Regions from separate parts of the Gossypium hirsutum genome. Here region 2 is linked to region 1. Evidence: chromatin contacts called from public Hi-C data. All regions are on one chromosome and are shown on one strand. The core of a region is the stretch at or near the end of the contact, and the rest is flanking DNA. Distances in the headings are between cores, read along the strand shown. Region 1 has its middle 89 kb from the start of LOC107921180. Region 2 holds the start of LOC107921005 (putative cyclin-B3-1).

The links. Hi-C and Micro-C count contacts between places; a contact is called where the count stands out from the background.
Region 2: a Hi-C map of leaf shows a contact between it and region 1, with 6 times the contacts expected there. The contact joins the promoter of LOC107921005 here to the enhancer-like site in region 1. A contact is called at or near these places in 10 of 34 Hi-C or Micro-C datasets (anther, callus, leaf and 1 more).

Annotation. Positions count from the first base shown.
Region 1 is chrA08:20,789,975-20,796,738 of Gossypium_hirsutum_v2.1, reverse strand. No RefSeq gene overlaps it. Among protein-coding and RNA genes, the nearest start is that of LOC107921180, 89 kb to the left of the region's middle. Within about 2 kb of position 3,173, at least 1 of the 9 cell types and tissues checked has an H3K27ac peak or open chromatin away from gene starts, as enhancers often do. A contact at or near this core is called in leaf, where this site is marked.
Region 2 is chrA08:21,161,942-21,169,402 of Gossypium_hirsutum_v2.1, reverse strand. LOC107921005 (putative cyclin-B3-1) reads left to right here and starts at 4,354. Exons shown (of 23, transcript XM_041074595.1): 1 at 4,354-4,519; 2 at 4,682-4,715; 3 at 4,803-4,854; 4 at 4,963-5,020; 5 at 5,107-5,155; 6 at 5,258-5,351; 7 at 5,442-5,471; 8 at 6,016-6,073; 9 at 6,673-6,727; 10 at 6,812-6,899; 11 at 7,008-7,037; 12 at 7,133-7,157; 13 at 7,350-7,380. The coding sequence starts at 4,499.

The DNA.
Region 1 (6,764 bases), core at 1,924-4,423:
ATACTGTTATTTCTGAAAAAATGGGGGGCTTTAAAAAATTAATCATTTTTTGGTGGAGCTAAGAAGTTTGGGCCACCACTTTTCAAAGTGTCAATGTATTTTTTTTTTAAATTTTAAAACTATAAAAATTATTTTCTTATTGGTGTCCCCATTCCAGTGCATTGTACAATTTTTTTATTTTTTATTTAAATGTATTTTTTTAGTTTAAATATAAAAAATAATATTTTACTTGATGAAGTCATTCTCTGTGGCCAAATTAGTATATATAACCTCTAATAGCAGATCAATCTGAGTTGAAGAATTTTTTTTTTACTTATATTTTGTTAAAGGATGAACGGGAGAGACATGAAGAGCCTTTTTTTAAGTATTTGTGTTTTTCTTTATTTAGTAAATTTTTTAATTTGAAGGTATGTTTTGTTTAACGATAATCTGATGGAGCTACGACACCGGTAAATTTAATGGTTATTTTTGGTTGCCAGTAATCTATTCGATAACGAATTCAAATTGGTTATGTAGGTCTTTCCGTTGGCTGTGGTAGGACGATAATCGGTTCAAATTAGTTATGCAGCCAACAGGTGGATTATTTAGGATTCCTCGGGTCAACGGGATATTTGAAGGTTTCAAGGAATCCCAAATCGAACCACACGAGTGAGATCATCAATATCGGCAGCATTTCAGCTACAAGATAATAGCACCAAGAAAGTCGCTCCTGTTGTGGTTAAACAATTTACTTTTCAATTTGTTAGACACAATGTTGTCGGTCTTGAACAAAACCGTTTAATTTTATTTTTTTAGTATTGAGAAAGTTTCTCATGTTATAAAATTATAAATTGTAAGTTAAGTGAAACTATTTTAAAATGTTTGAAATGTAAAATTATATTTTATAAAATTTAATTTTTGAATTATGTAAATTGATAGTTATTTTGTAAAATATAATTTTTATGTAAATAATTTATGTAATGTAAAATTAAGAAATTTGAAGTGACATTTTTAAAGAATGATTGATAAGGAGCGTTTTTAATAGAAATCAAGAAACAATGATCAAAAAATAAAGAAATTTTGGAAAAAATGAGAATTTGTAAAAAAAATATTATTTTTTTAAATTTTAAATAAAAAATATATTTAAGAAAAAACTCTAATAATACGTCATTTAGAATGGCTTCATCAATAAGAAAACATTTTTATAGTTTTAAAATTAAAAAAAAACCAATTACACTAACACATTGGAAAATGGTGATGCTAAACTCCTTAACTCCACCAAAAAATAATTATTTTTTTAAGGCCTTTCTACTTGTTCAGAAATAGCAATATTTTCTTGGTATTTATACAAGCAGCGTCATTCTATATGGCTCCACCAAAAAAATAATTTTTTATTAGGTTTGCTGACGTGATATACTGGTGGCATCAAATTCTTTGGCTCTACTAATTTTTACTGTAAATTTCAGATCATTTATATATAATAATAATAATAAAAATAGGTCATTTTTATAATTAATAAAAAATTTAAGGTAATTTTTATAAAATAAAAAAATTGCTACAGTAAAAAGGATGGTGTGAGGAGCAAACGCCATTATGCAGAATTTTGGACAGGAATCTTTGCCAATTCGAAACAAAGAGTATCTATTTGGGCAGAAATTCTATTCCCCACAGGACTACACAAGCATGGGAAAAATCCCAAACACCCGATCCCCAAAATAAACCCTCTAAAAAAAAACTTAAACCCCCAAATTAATAGTAAAAAATTAATAAAACATTTTGATTAGTTTGAATTCTGGAATGACTTGTTAGTAAGGTAAAAATAGAAATATTATGAGTTAACATAATGTTTTAAATATTTATATTAGTATAATTTATATTATTACTATTTATGAAATTTTAAATAATATATTTAATAGTTATGTTATAGTGTGATAAATGTTTTAATTTGAATGTTAGTATTGTGATATTTGATTCACAATATTAAAATAATTTTAATAATGTTATTTATAAATTAAATTATTTAGATTATTTTAAATAATTATCCATGTTTTTGTGGTGTTCAGGCTTGGAATATCAAACCATTGTAAGTAACTTGACATGATTTTTTTTTTTTAACATTACGTATGAGTTGTTAATTAAATATTTTTTTAAACATTTATGTGAACGTATTATGATGATTAATTTACATGCAAGCGTAGTTAATAGTTATCAAATTAATGACATATATGTTAGTGATAATGGTTCTGACTTATTGTACTTCATTATGAGTTAGGACTCAAAAGTAAGAAGAAGCGAGGCAGTTAATTAATTGTAGAATGAACCTAACAACCCATGTGTTGTTGCAGACATAATTTTTGTAAATCGGATGATGCAGAAATTTATTTTTATGTGTTATCCTAGTGTTAGACTACAAATACTGAAATGTAATATTTTAAAGGAAATATTTATTTATGTTATATAGATTATGACGATTTGTAACGAGGCATTATAAGGAGAATGCTTGGTACAAAATGTTGATTAAATATTTCTTTTTACTAGTATTGCATGGGAAGGTGCAAAGTAAATTGCCAAATTGTTACGAGTAATCATTTCTACAAACTCATTTGGGAAACCCCGTGAATTCCTTGGATGAACAATTTTGTCATTAAAAATTTACCAAAATATTTCATAGATTCTAAATTAGTGCAGGTTAAAAAGGTGAAGGCCCAAGATCTTTTACAAGGGGTTTAGGGTTTGTAATATAAAGAAATGTAAAACCTTTTATTCGAAAATGTTAATTAAATAATTTGTTTCATCTATTTTTTTTTTATTTTATAGTTATAAAGTTTAGTAATTATTCATTCCATAATCTTGACATATTGCAATTGAAATTGACGTTTTTTTAAAAAAATTGAATGTGAATTTTGATTGAGTTCATATTGCATTGTAATTATTTATCCACTGACCACAGAGGCATCAAAATTGTTTGTGATAATGTAAACAATTTGAAATTGATTTAATTCATTTGTACAGTTCTAGGGAAGCCTCAATATGAGTAATCGATTCATGGTTTATGTATATTACAACTAGGAAATTCATACGACAGACCATGGCACAGTTTTTGAATCAAACAACAAACTTGCACTGAGGTTCAGTAATAATGCTAACCGTGCAGCCCAAATTTTGCCCACTACCCCAACAAACCAAGCCCAACTAAACAACCCAATTATATCAGCCCAAACCTTAAAAACCAAAACCCAATGCCTAATTCTAGCCCAGTTAGCCTAATACCCAAAATTAGAAAAAAAATAAATAAACAAACCTTAGGTGCGCCGCACGTAAGGTCTTCTGACTATCCGCAGTCTACAGCACCGCCCTTATCACATTCACCGCCCATTTATCTGCAAAAAGAACAGAGCAATCAATTAAAGAGCAAGTTGTAAAGAAAATATGGCTATAAAGAGCCATATTAAAACCGAATGTAATTAGTTTTTTTTTTCTAGAATCAAAACAAGAAATAAAAGATTTTCAAAAACAAAGCAAAGATCGAATATCAAAGAGAAAGAATAAACAAAAAGACAAAATCAAATCAGAAAAAATAAAAGGTGATTCTATCTTTTTATTTTATTTTATTATTATTATTATTTTTGTTTCAAATCTATTTCTTTTTTTTATTTATTTATGTATATATATATATAGAATAAAAATAAAAAGAGGGAAACGAGGCTTACCCTTAAAATCCCCGAAAAACGCTAACTTTTTTGGTTCTGGCGGTGGAGATGTTGGCTGACGGCGGTGGAGATGTCAGAGTCGGCTGGACTTGGAGAGAGGGGGGGAGAGTGTTTTGAGAGGTTTTTATGAAAGTTTTTTTTTAGAAGAAGAGTAGAATGAATTTTTTGTAAAAAAATTGATTTATAAAGCTTATCAAAACAATGTCGTTTTGATTTAAAACACCATGTGCAAAATGGTGTCATTTTGGCCGACCCGCGCCTTGACCTGACCCAGAGCTAGGATCCGCTTGTTTTTGAGAAAATAGTTTATTTGCGCTTTTAGCCCTTCCGCTTTTCTATTGTTTTACAATCAAGTTTCTTTTATTTTTTAATTTTGCCCTATAATTTATTTTGACCTTCAATTTGGTCCCTCTTGGTGCTGTGCGTTTTGGGAGGGAGGGGTATTGCCCATTTTGGTCCTCCTTTGTTATTTGCGCGTCCAAATTGGTTCTTTCCTTTTTATTTTTATTTTGAATACACCCCGAACTTCTATTTTAAGTTCACTTTAGTCCTTTTTAGTTATTTTTACTATTTTCTTATTATTATTTATTATTATTATGATCATTATTATTATTATTATTTTATATATATTATTATTTATATTATTGTTATTATTATTGTTCCTTTTACTATTATTATTTATTATCAATATTATTATTATTATTATTATTATCATCATCTTATTATATTACTATTATCATTTTTATAATTACTGTTACTATTATTTTTTATTACTATTATTTAGCATATTATTATTACTATTATTATTACCATCATCATCATCATCATCATTATTATTATTGTTGTTTTCATTATTAGTGTCATTTTTATTTTGTCATATTTTATATTTTTATTTACTTATTTATTTGTTTATTTTATTTTTCTTATTTATTTGTTTAAGTTTTTTTAATAATTTTTGTTTTACTTGTTTATTTATTTCTATTTTTATATTATTAGCCTTGTTTTTATTTCATTTTCATATAATTGCACATATTTTTATTATCGGCATTGTCGCACCTATTATTATGTTATTACATGTATTAGCACTGTAATTTGCTTTTATATGTCACTATAAATCATGTCATATTTTTACTTGATACATTAAAACGTTGTTTCAAATAAGCAATATTTCGTATTTTGAGATTCGAAAAGTCATTCCCTAACTCACGGGGTTTTGATTTTCTCGATAAATCTGAACATATGAATGTTTTAAAATTTTTTAAACAACTTCGATATTAAGGAAAAATTGTATTCTAACTTACGGAGTATGGTTTCTTTCTAAAAACCAAGAAAATCAAATATCTTTCAAAATAAATAAATTTTTTGGCGTTTATTCGCATATCGAGAATTTAAGACATTGTGTCCTAACTTATGGGATATAATCTTTTTTCTCGATTAACGTGAAATAACTATTTTTTCTCAAAATTTTTTTAATTAAACAATATTTTAACGAAGGATATTTTTTTTAAAATCTCTTCAAAGTAATCAAATTTTTCGACACCAAGACATTAATTAATCAACTAGGTACCAATTTTGGGCGTTACGAGGGTGCTAATTCTTCCTCGTGCGTAACCGACTCCCGAACCTGTTTTTTGGATTTTGTAGACCAAAAATCATCGTTTTAATAAATTTAAATTTTGTTAAAACGACTGAATTACTAGGTGATCCGATCACACCTAAATAAAAAGGATTGGTGGCAACTCCCACGTTTGTTTTCATTTTCAAAATCAAGTCGACCCCGTTTTTAAAAAAAATGGTTTTGACAGCTTGGTGACTCCACTGGGGACTAAAAAAAGAGTCAAGCCACGAGTTGATTAATTTTTGTCCTTTTGTCGAAAACTGAAAACTTGATTTAAATGTACGATCATTTCGTTGCATTTCATCTGTCTTTGTTACGATCTTCATCATTATGGTTTATAATTGTTGTGTTGGTTTAAATTTTGGTATCTTTTTGCACATTGCATTGCATGATCGGTTGATTTTACCCTTTTAAGTGGAAGTGAGAAACTATTCCCTCATGAGGTTTTCACCTCTGTGTAGGATAGTGGATCGCTTTTGGGATACATCCATACCTATGTCTTCGTGAGATTTTCATCTCTATGCAGCCATAGGGAAATGTATTCCCCTGAACTGAACTCGGTCTATATGAGCCTATAATGGGTGAGGATCGAGGAATCTGCTAGTTCAGGTACCTTTATTTTAGAACCGAACCGCATATAGTGAGCCGTAGGAACCCGCCTTAGGTAGAACTACATCAAACCCTAGTGGTTACCCGAGCAGGTGCTATATTTATTATTCCTTGCTTGTTTTAAACTGTGTATGAGATACTGACTTGCTTTGTTTTATTTTGATTGTATTTGCATGGCATTTTCATCACAAAAGGTGTTGATTCACATCCAGTTGCTAAATAGATAACTTATCATGAAAAAGGGGTTTCTTGATAAAGTGGAGGATAATGCGGCCGTCTGGATACGGGCTGAGACAACACAGTAAGAGAAATGTGATAGTCTTACCGAGGGGTATGTGTCAGAATTGTGGGATTTCACTCGGATCAGTGTAACCTAAAATAATCTCTAAGAGATGAAAGAAATTTGGGGTTAATGGGATGACGAGATCAAACAGCTATTCTATTGTCATTATGGTGATTTACCCTATCTGCTTGATATCAAGGTAGACGAGCACCTATTTCGAGCCCTCGCCCAGTATTAGAATTCTGCTTATAGTTGCTTCACTTTCAGGAAAATAGATTTGGTACCTACTATAGAAGAGTACACGGTCTTGCTCCATTGCCCGAAGATTTAAGTTGACAAAGCTTATTCCAGAGCTGCCAACGTCCCAACATTCTCAAAAAAGTTGATGAACATCGCGGAAATGAGCCAACAGTGGGTTACAGCCCGGATCAAGCAAAAAGGAGATTGTAAGTGCATCCCCTGGAGGAATTTGAGGGATTTAATCCTGCGCATGCTGATATGAAGAAGAGGGTTGATGTTTTCACTTTGAGCATTTATGGACTGGTTATCTTCCCTAAGGCTTTGG
Region 2 (7,461 bases), core at 3,105-5,604, 370 kb before region 1:
TTTTAATGTTCTTTATGTTTTTGGAATCTCGGAAGCTCGATTAAGCTTATGCTAGCAATAATTCAACCTAGGGTTTATATTTGGAAAAATACCCATAGGTGAAATTTGTGTATTTTGATGTTTTATGATAGAATATGGGGTTTTAAATTATGTTAGACAACTTGTGCTACTCGGTTTTTAGTGAAAACGAGTAAAAGGGCTTCATCGGCAAAAATACCTAATAGTCACAAGTATATGTTAGAGAGAGAATTTGATGTTGCCATAAAACAGAAAAGTGATCAGCATGTTATAAAACATAAGAATAAGGAATAAAGTTTAATTCCCGAGCCTAGGGGCAAAAGTGTAATTATGCAAAAGTTTAGGGGCAAAAGTGTAATTTTTTTAAAAGTTCGTATTAAATGCTGTTTTGATAAATGTATGTATTAAATAAGATTAATTTGGTATTATAGATCAAGAAAAACGAGATTCAAGTCGTGATCGAGGAAAAGAAAAGATTGTGGACTAAATTGCAAAATCTTTATATTTTGGTACCAAGGTAAGTTCATGTGTAAATAATGTAGCATAAATGTTATTTTTAAGTTATTAATGTTAATTACATGATACGCTGATTTTTAATCATGAAATATTATGCTTTGTGGTTAATGTTGAGTAATATGCAAATTATGTTTACTACTTGATAAATATGAATTGCTACCGAGTATCGGTTCCGATATTCCATGAAAGATGACAAATGTGAGATCGAGGGAAAAAGCCCGTTTGAACCTTAGGAATAGATTAGGATACAAGTGACATGTCACTAGGATGGTTGAGCATCCGAGCTCGTTGAGTTGAGTCCGAGTTCACTTATGGATGCAAATGTCCGAACTCGTTGAGTTGAGTCCGAGTTCGTGAGATGTAACTAGGCATCCGAACTCATTGAGTTGAGTCCGAGTTCATTTATGGATGCGAACGCCCGAGCTCGTTGAGTTGAGTCCGAGTTCACTTAGGGCGGGTTACTTGATTTCTTGATTACATATGTGGCACTTATGTGCAAATTATCCATGTATCCGAGTTATATTCCGATGTGTTCAACGGGTGAAATTTCTAGTTTAATGGAAGAGCACTTAAGATATAAGTGACGTTTTGGGTAAGTGTTGTGAAATGGACACTTTGGACAGGTATGTTCTTAACCCTCGGGTTGAAAATAGATACAACAACGATAAGGTGGTAAGATGATGAATGATGTTTAAAGATGTGATATATGTTTTGGTGGTACCATGCTAAAGTTGTTTGGTATATTTGTATTGTTATGTTACTTGTTATTTACATATGAACTTACTAAGCATTTATGCTTACTCCTTCCTTTTCATTCACTGTAGTTTTGAACAAGCCGGCTTAGGAATCGGGACAAGTCGAAAGTTCGATCACACTATCCAAAGGACTTTTATCTTGGTAAATGGCTTGTACAACTACTTAAGTATGGCATGTATAGCAATATACCTATTTTGTGTAAATAATTTTATGATATGGCCATGTTTGGTTGAGAAAATGTTTGATATTGATAAGTCATGGTGATGGCTAATTTAGATCATGTTTGATATCATGGAAGTTTAACAGGTTATCTAGTTCATAAAAATTCATGGAAAGATGAAACTTGCCTTAAAACAGAATATTGCTGCAGCAATGACATAAATTTGAAAAATCACTAAAAATAGTATAAATATAACTAAATGATGAGTAAGTTATGAAATTGAAGCTTAATGAGTCTATTTTCATATGGATTGAACAAAACAGGAATATAAATTATATTTTATGAGATATTTAAACTTTTGCGAAACAGGGCCAGAGTGATTTCTGGATCCCCTGTTCTGACTTTAAAAATTCATAATAAATTTTACTAAAATAATTAGAAGTTGTTATTTATATGTACAGATTCCTTATTGAGTCTAGTTTTAATGGAAACAAATCTCATAGTCGTTGAAATTTTGTATAGAGATATATCTGATTCGTAATACACAGAGGTCAGAGTAGTCGAACCCTAAAATAGGGGATACTTTAATTAATAAACTGTACTAATTGGCCCAATAAAAAATTCTAGAAAAAAATTAGTAAATAGATATATGAGTCTAGATTCAGGGAAAATTTACGGATCTTGATTTCGAGTTTCGTAACTCGAGATATGATTTTTCTTGTAACTGTGGCGCGAGTAGCTAGAAAGCTGTGAATGTAGAAACAAATGATTTGAAGTTCTTAAATTGATAAATTATGTTTGGTAACCCCTCAAGCTCGACTCCGGTGATGGTTTCGGGCGTGGGGGCGTTACATGATCTAATAGTGGTTCGATTTGTTTTCCTCTCGCACTTTGGTTTGAAGTTTCGTGTTGATTTTGAGAAATTCATGGCGATCTACTCCAACAAAAAAAGAGAGGAGGAAAAGGAGGAGGGGAGCACTTTGGTATTGTCGACGGGTGGAAAAAAACCACTGAACATGATGGATGTTAAAGCTCAACTAAAAATTTAGGCCCATTAACTAGGCCCGGGCCAAGCCCAGTCCAAAAAATGAGCCTAAAATTTTGCCCAAGCCTGACCCGAATAAAAATGCTAAAACTCGGGCCCGACCCAGTCCACTCGTATTAATTTTTATATAATTTGTAAATATATATAATACATCAACAATACTAAAAACATCAAAATAAATTTTTCTCAAAAAATTGAAAATATATTTTAAAAAATATGTAAACTTAAATAATTCTAAGATAAATGCAATTGAACAAGCAAATGCCTCTAAAATAATAACAAAATTAACAAATGCCTTTAAAATAATAACAAAATTAACAATAACATAAGTTTTATACAATATCCAAACAATAACAACAAAATAGTAGCAACGTAATAGTAAAATGGTAGCAAAATAATGAGAAAACAACAAGAAAATAACATTTAAAAACAAAAAAAAGAGCAAATTTTTTTCCTTTAGTTAATCGGGAAGCCAGGCCAAATATGCTTTACTTGAGGCCCGACCCATTTTTTAAATGAACCTTATTTTTTTTGTTTAAGCCCATTTTTCGGGCCTATATTTTAGCTCAAACCCTCCCACATTTCGAGCGGACATTCGGGCTATGCCAGATGGCCCGACCTATGATCAGGTCTAATGAAAGTGTATAACAACTAATGCTTTTAATTACTTTTAGCCATAAATGCAAAATCCTTAAATTTGATAATTAATGATCCAATTCTTTCTTCCATCCTCTCTATTGTTAAAATATAAATTTAAGATCAATACCCCACATTTAAAAAGAAAAATTCAATATTACACGTTCATTGATTAATGTGTTATTAGTTTTTTTTATGAAAGTAAAATAATGGATTTTTTTATAATTTTCTTATTTAATGATTATATATATTTATTTATTTATTTTTGGTATAAAAAGATTTGAAATAATGATTTTAAGTCCTTTTAACTCCCTTACTAAAGCGTCACATCTCGTCATACCATTGGTCAATACGCTATGTTTGATTAGGTATAAATTGATAAGTGAAATAAAACTTCAAGTGCAAAAAGTGAACATTTTAAAAACATAGATACTAAGTTAGAACAAACCCTAAAATAAAAAGGTTATTCATGTCATTTTCCCTTCTACAAAGGCATTCTTCTCAATCTAGGTGAGTTCTTAAATGTTCTTGGCATAATAGTAATAATAATATGATGGAAAGCTACAATGATGATGATCCATGAAGCGAAAAACAAAAATTACGCTATTGATTATCTTTTGCTTTTGAAATGAAGATTATAAATGAAAACACAAGTAGAAAAAAAACTAAAATTTACTTTATTTATCAAAAAGGTGAAAACAAAAAAGTAATCATACAATGGAAAAGTCCTGCAACTGAATAATGAGATTTTAAGAATTTTTTTTTAGAATTTTTAATATTTTTTGCATAATTAAAATTAATAATTTTATAATTTTTAAAAATAAATTATGAATTTTAAACTCTATTTAATTTTTTTTTTGCATTTATCATGAAAAGAATTATTAAAAGTACCAAATTGATGTTTTAGTTATAGATGAGTGACCCAAAAACAAAAGAAATTACTAATAATTGTGTGACTAAGGATATAGCTTACCTGAATATATTTGAGGAATAGTAGCTTACTGACCCAGGTTGATGCCTTTTAACAAATTAACAAAAGGTGGCTTAAATAACTAAATTTAAATAATTAAGTGACTAAATTATAACTTTTCATAATTAAGTAATTATGAGTATCATTTATTCAGAAGAAAAAGGTTGGCCCGGAAGCATTAAAAAATCCTCATTTGAACTTGAGCCCAGCCCGCCAGATCTTGTATAAACAGAATCACATCACATGGGCCTAAATGATCTCAAATTTTGAAACAATTTGAAAGACAAAAGAGAGGAAAGAGAGGCGGGATACACCACTTTTCAATTCAACATAAGCAAACGGTTAACTTTTCTTTCTTCCTCTCAGAAGAAAAACAAGTCAAGAAAGATCCATCAAAATGGCATCTCTCAAGCTCAAGGTATTTTTTCCCCTTCTTTTTCATTAAGAATAATGCTTCTTAATTCATAAGGAAAATTGTGCTGTTTCTCATTATCTTTTTAATAATTATTTTTCCCCTTTAAATTTGAGTTAGGGTTTCAGTTTTTATTTATTTATCAGTATATTCTCTCATTTTTTCCAGGGGAAAACAGGAGATCAACTTAGCTCCAGTCGTTGTAATTCTATCTATTCCTATTTTCTATATTCAGTAATTATATATATTCTTTTAGATTCGTTATATTCTTTTCTTATTTGTGTAAAAGGTTTGAAAATTTATTCCCAAAATGAAAATCCAAAAATTGAAGCATCTACCATGTAAGTTTGCTGCCCTTGCTTCGATTAGAGCATCGTCTGATTTTTTTTTAAATAAAGAATAATTTGATAGTTTGACGAACTGGTTTTCTTTTACATTTTCTTTTTTAGGACGAAACCAGTAGTAGGTAGCAAAGCAGCCGTTTTAACTACTGCAATCGATTCAAAGGTTATTACCTTTTTTTTATTGATTCTCATAATAAAGCATTATTTATTTATTTATATTCATGTTTAACTTCCAAATGTAATTTAAAGGGCTCTTTGAAGAACATGACCAAGATTAAAGGCAAGCGCGATAGTTCTGGTAAGCTTCAGCTGCATCTGCAACAAATTTGTCATAATCAGTATCTCCATTCTATGCCATTGAGAGCTTTTTTTTACAGTTCTTTATACGCTCACTTTTCAGAAAATAAAATAGTTCAAAGAAAGGCACTGTCAGATCTTAGCAACCTTACTTCTTTTGTTTCTTCCACGAAAGTTTATGATGGCTCTAAATCAATGTGAGTGCCACAGTTATAATGCTTTTGAATTGTTAGCTCTTTCTGGAAATGGCCTAACTAGTTGTCATTGCTGCCCTTTTTGTAACGCAGGAAGAATGAGAGAAGTGCCTTGTTGGAACGGTATGAAATCTAATTGTTGTCATTGTGTCTTATTTGGCTGTGGATATGATGCATTGCCAAGATTTGAGGACACAATAGACCCTTATCAATTTCGCCCATTGATTTTTTTTTTTGGGGGGGGGTTATGAATAAATTTATGGAAATTTTGTTCAGTGCCAATCTTTCTTCTTCTTTGTCTTTCTTCTTTATCTTTTTTTTTTTTTAAAGAAAAATTTCTAATTTTTAGTCTAGACATGTTTCAACTTTGAACTAGTGTACTTTTTGTGCCTAATTGTCGCTTTGTGTTTGATTCTGTTTCTGTCTATGACCTATTTTATCAATAACATTTCAATGACATGCATTAACTTCCCCTCCCTGACTGTCCCTGTCTGTCTCTGCTTTGTTATTGAATGAAGAAAGTGCTCCATTTATCCAAAATGAACATGGGGCCAAATTTTACAAAATTCTACTGAAGAAGATGATAGCCCTAGATGGATATTTGTATGTTAATTCGTTTATTGTTTTTTAGACTATAGTTCAAATATGTGAAGTAATTTATTTGCAGGGTTTCAGTGGCTTCGGCTGCAAAAACTGCTAATGTCTCATCCAGGAGATCTTTCAAGGTACAAGTACTAGATTAAAAGTTCAAAGCTCTTTTTTACTTTTTCTCCTGCCCCTACAGCCCCTCAAACATACAAGTCATTTAAAGTGTGAAAACTAATAACTAAGATCTTGGTAAATCAGTTCTGGAACTATCCTAATTCCTAGTCCTAATGGCATGTGTACTGTTGATATCATATTTATGTTATATCACCAAAGTAGTAAGGTAGAAGTGATACTCTGATTGTCATGAACAATCAATCATTAGAAATTGTTGATTGGGAATAACCAATGAAAAGTTGTATGATGTAACATTTATTGTAGTGTTGAGTTTAAACTTTAGTAAGTTCTTGGCTGAAGTTTAGGACTTTCAAACTGCTAAATTTGAGTGTTTTATCCATATTTATGGCATCTTAATTTCACTTGATAATACAGACCACAATTACTGAAAGAAATTCATTATGTAGTTTTGATATATTCATTTGATTTTCCACTATAATCAAAGTATTATTAGGTTTGCAATAAGCCTCCTTTGTAGCTCTCTTGATGTCATCACCTTTTGTTTGTGTTATCATGGAGTTAGGAAGGACTTAAATCTATTTCACAAAATTTTTTAAAATAGGGAAAAGAGAGGGACCATCTAAATCAAGGTGCTGTTGTTCATACTTCAAAGACAGGTAGCCTGCTATTATTTATAAAGTTGTTTTGGTAACGTTCACCAGTAAAACAACAAATAAGCAAGTTTTGCTTTCTGAGAACAGAAAGTAATAAAGATGTGAAGACTTCCTTGAGTGTCCAAAGTGTTACAACCAAGAATTCAGATCGTAAATCTGTTCTTGCCACCAGCAGGTACAATGTTAAATTGAGCTCAATTTCTGTTTGGGGTGCAGGATAAAACCTGCTAGTATGACTGCTGTTTTGAAATTATCTGATCAAGTTTTTCTCACTTCATTTCAGGACAACCAAGAATCCACTTCCACCCTCAAGGTTTGTGAATTTAAGCGTCACTGGAGTAATTGATTAAAAGAATGCATATAATATCTGCCACTGATGTATGCTTTTATTTCCTTTTCATCTTAAAGGAAGTCTTTACCGGTGTTGAAGAAGGTGAACCAGGCCCTTCCAAGTTACGCAATATTGAACATATTTATTTCATTTTCTGCCAACGAAAAAAGAAAGAAATGAAAATGAAGATAGTGTTATTCCCTTTTCTCATGATATTATCTTGCTGATCTTGTTGCATCTGCCTTTTTATCTTTTATTTATTTATTGCCTATATATTTCCCCTTTTCCATGTAGGACAAAGCTACAGAAGCTAGTAGAAATACAAGTAAGACGCATGATCTATTTTCCTTAAATCTCCAGAAGTGCAGTGCCCAGACTTGCTTTCACTAAGATGGCATTTTTCTCC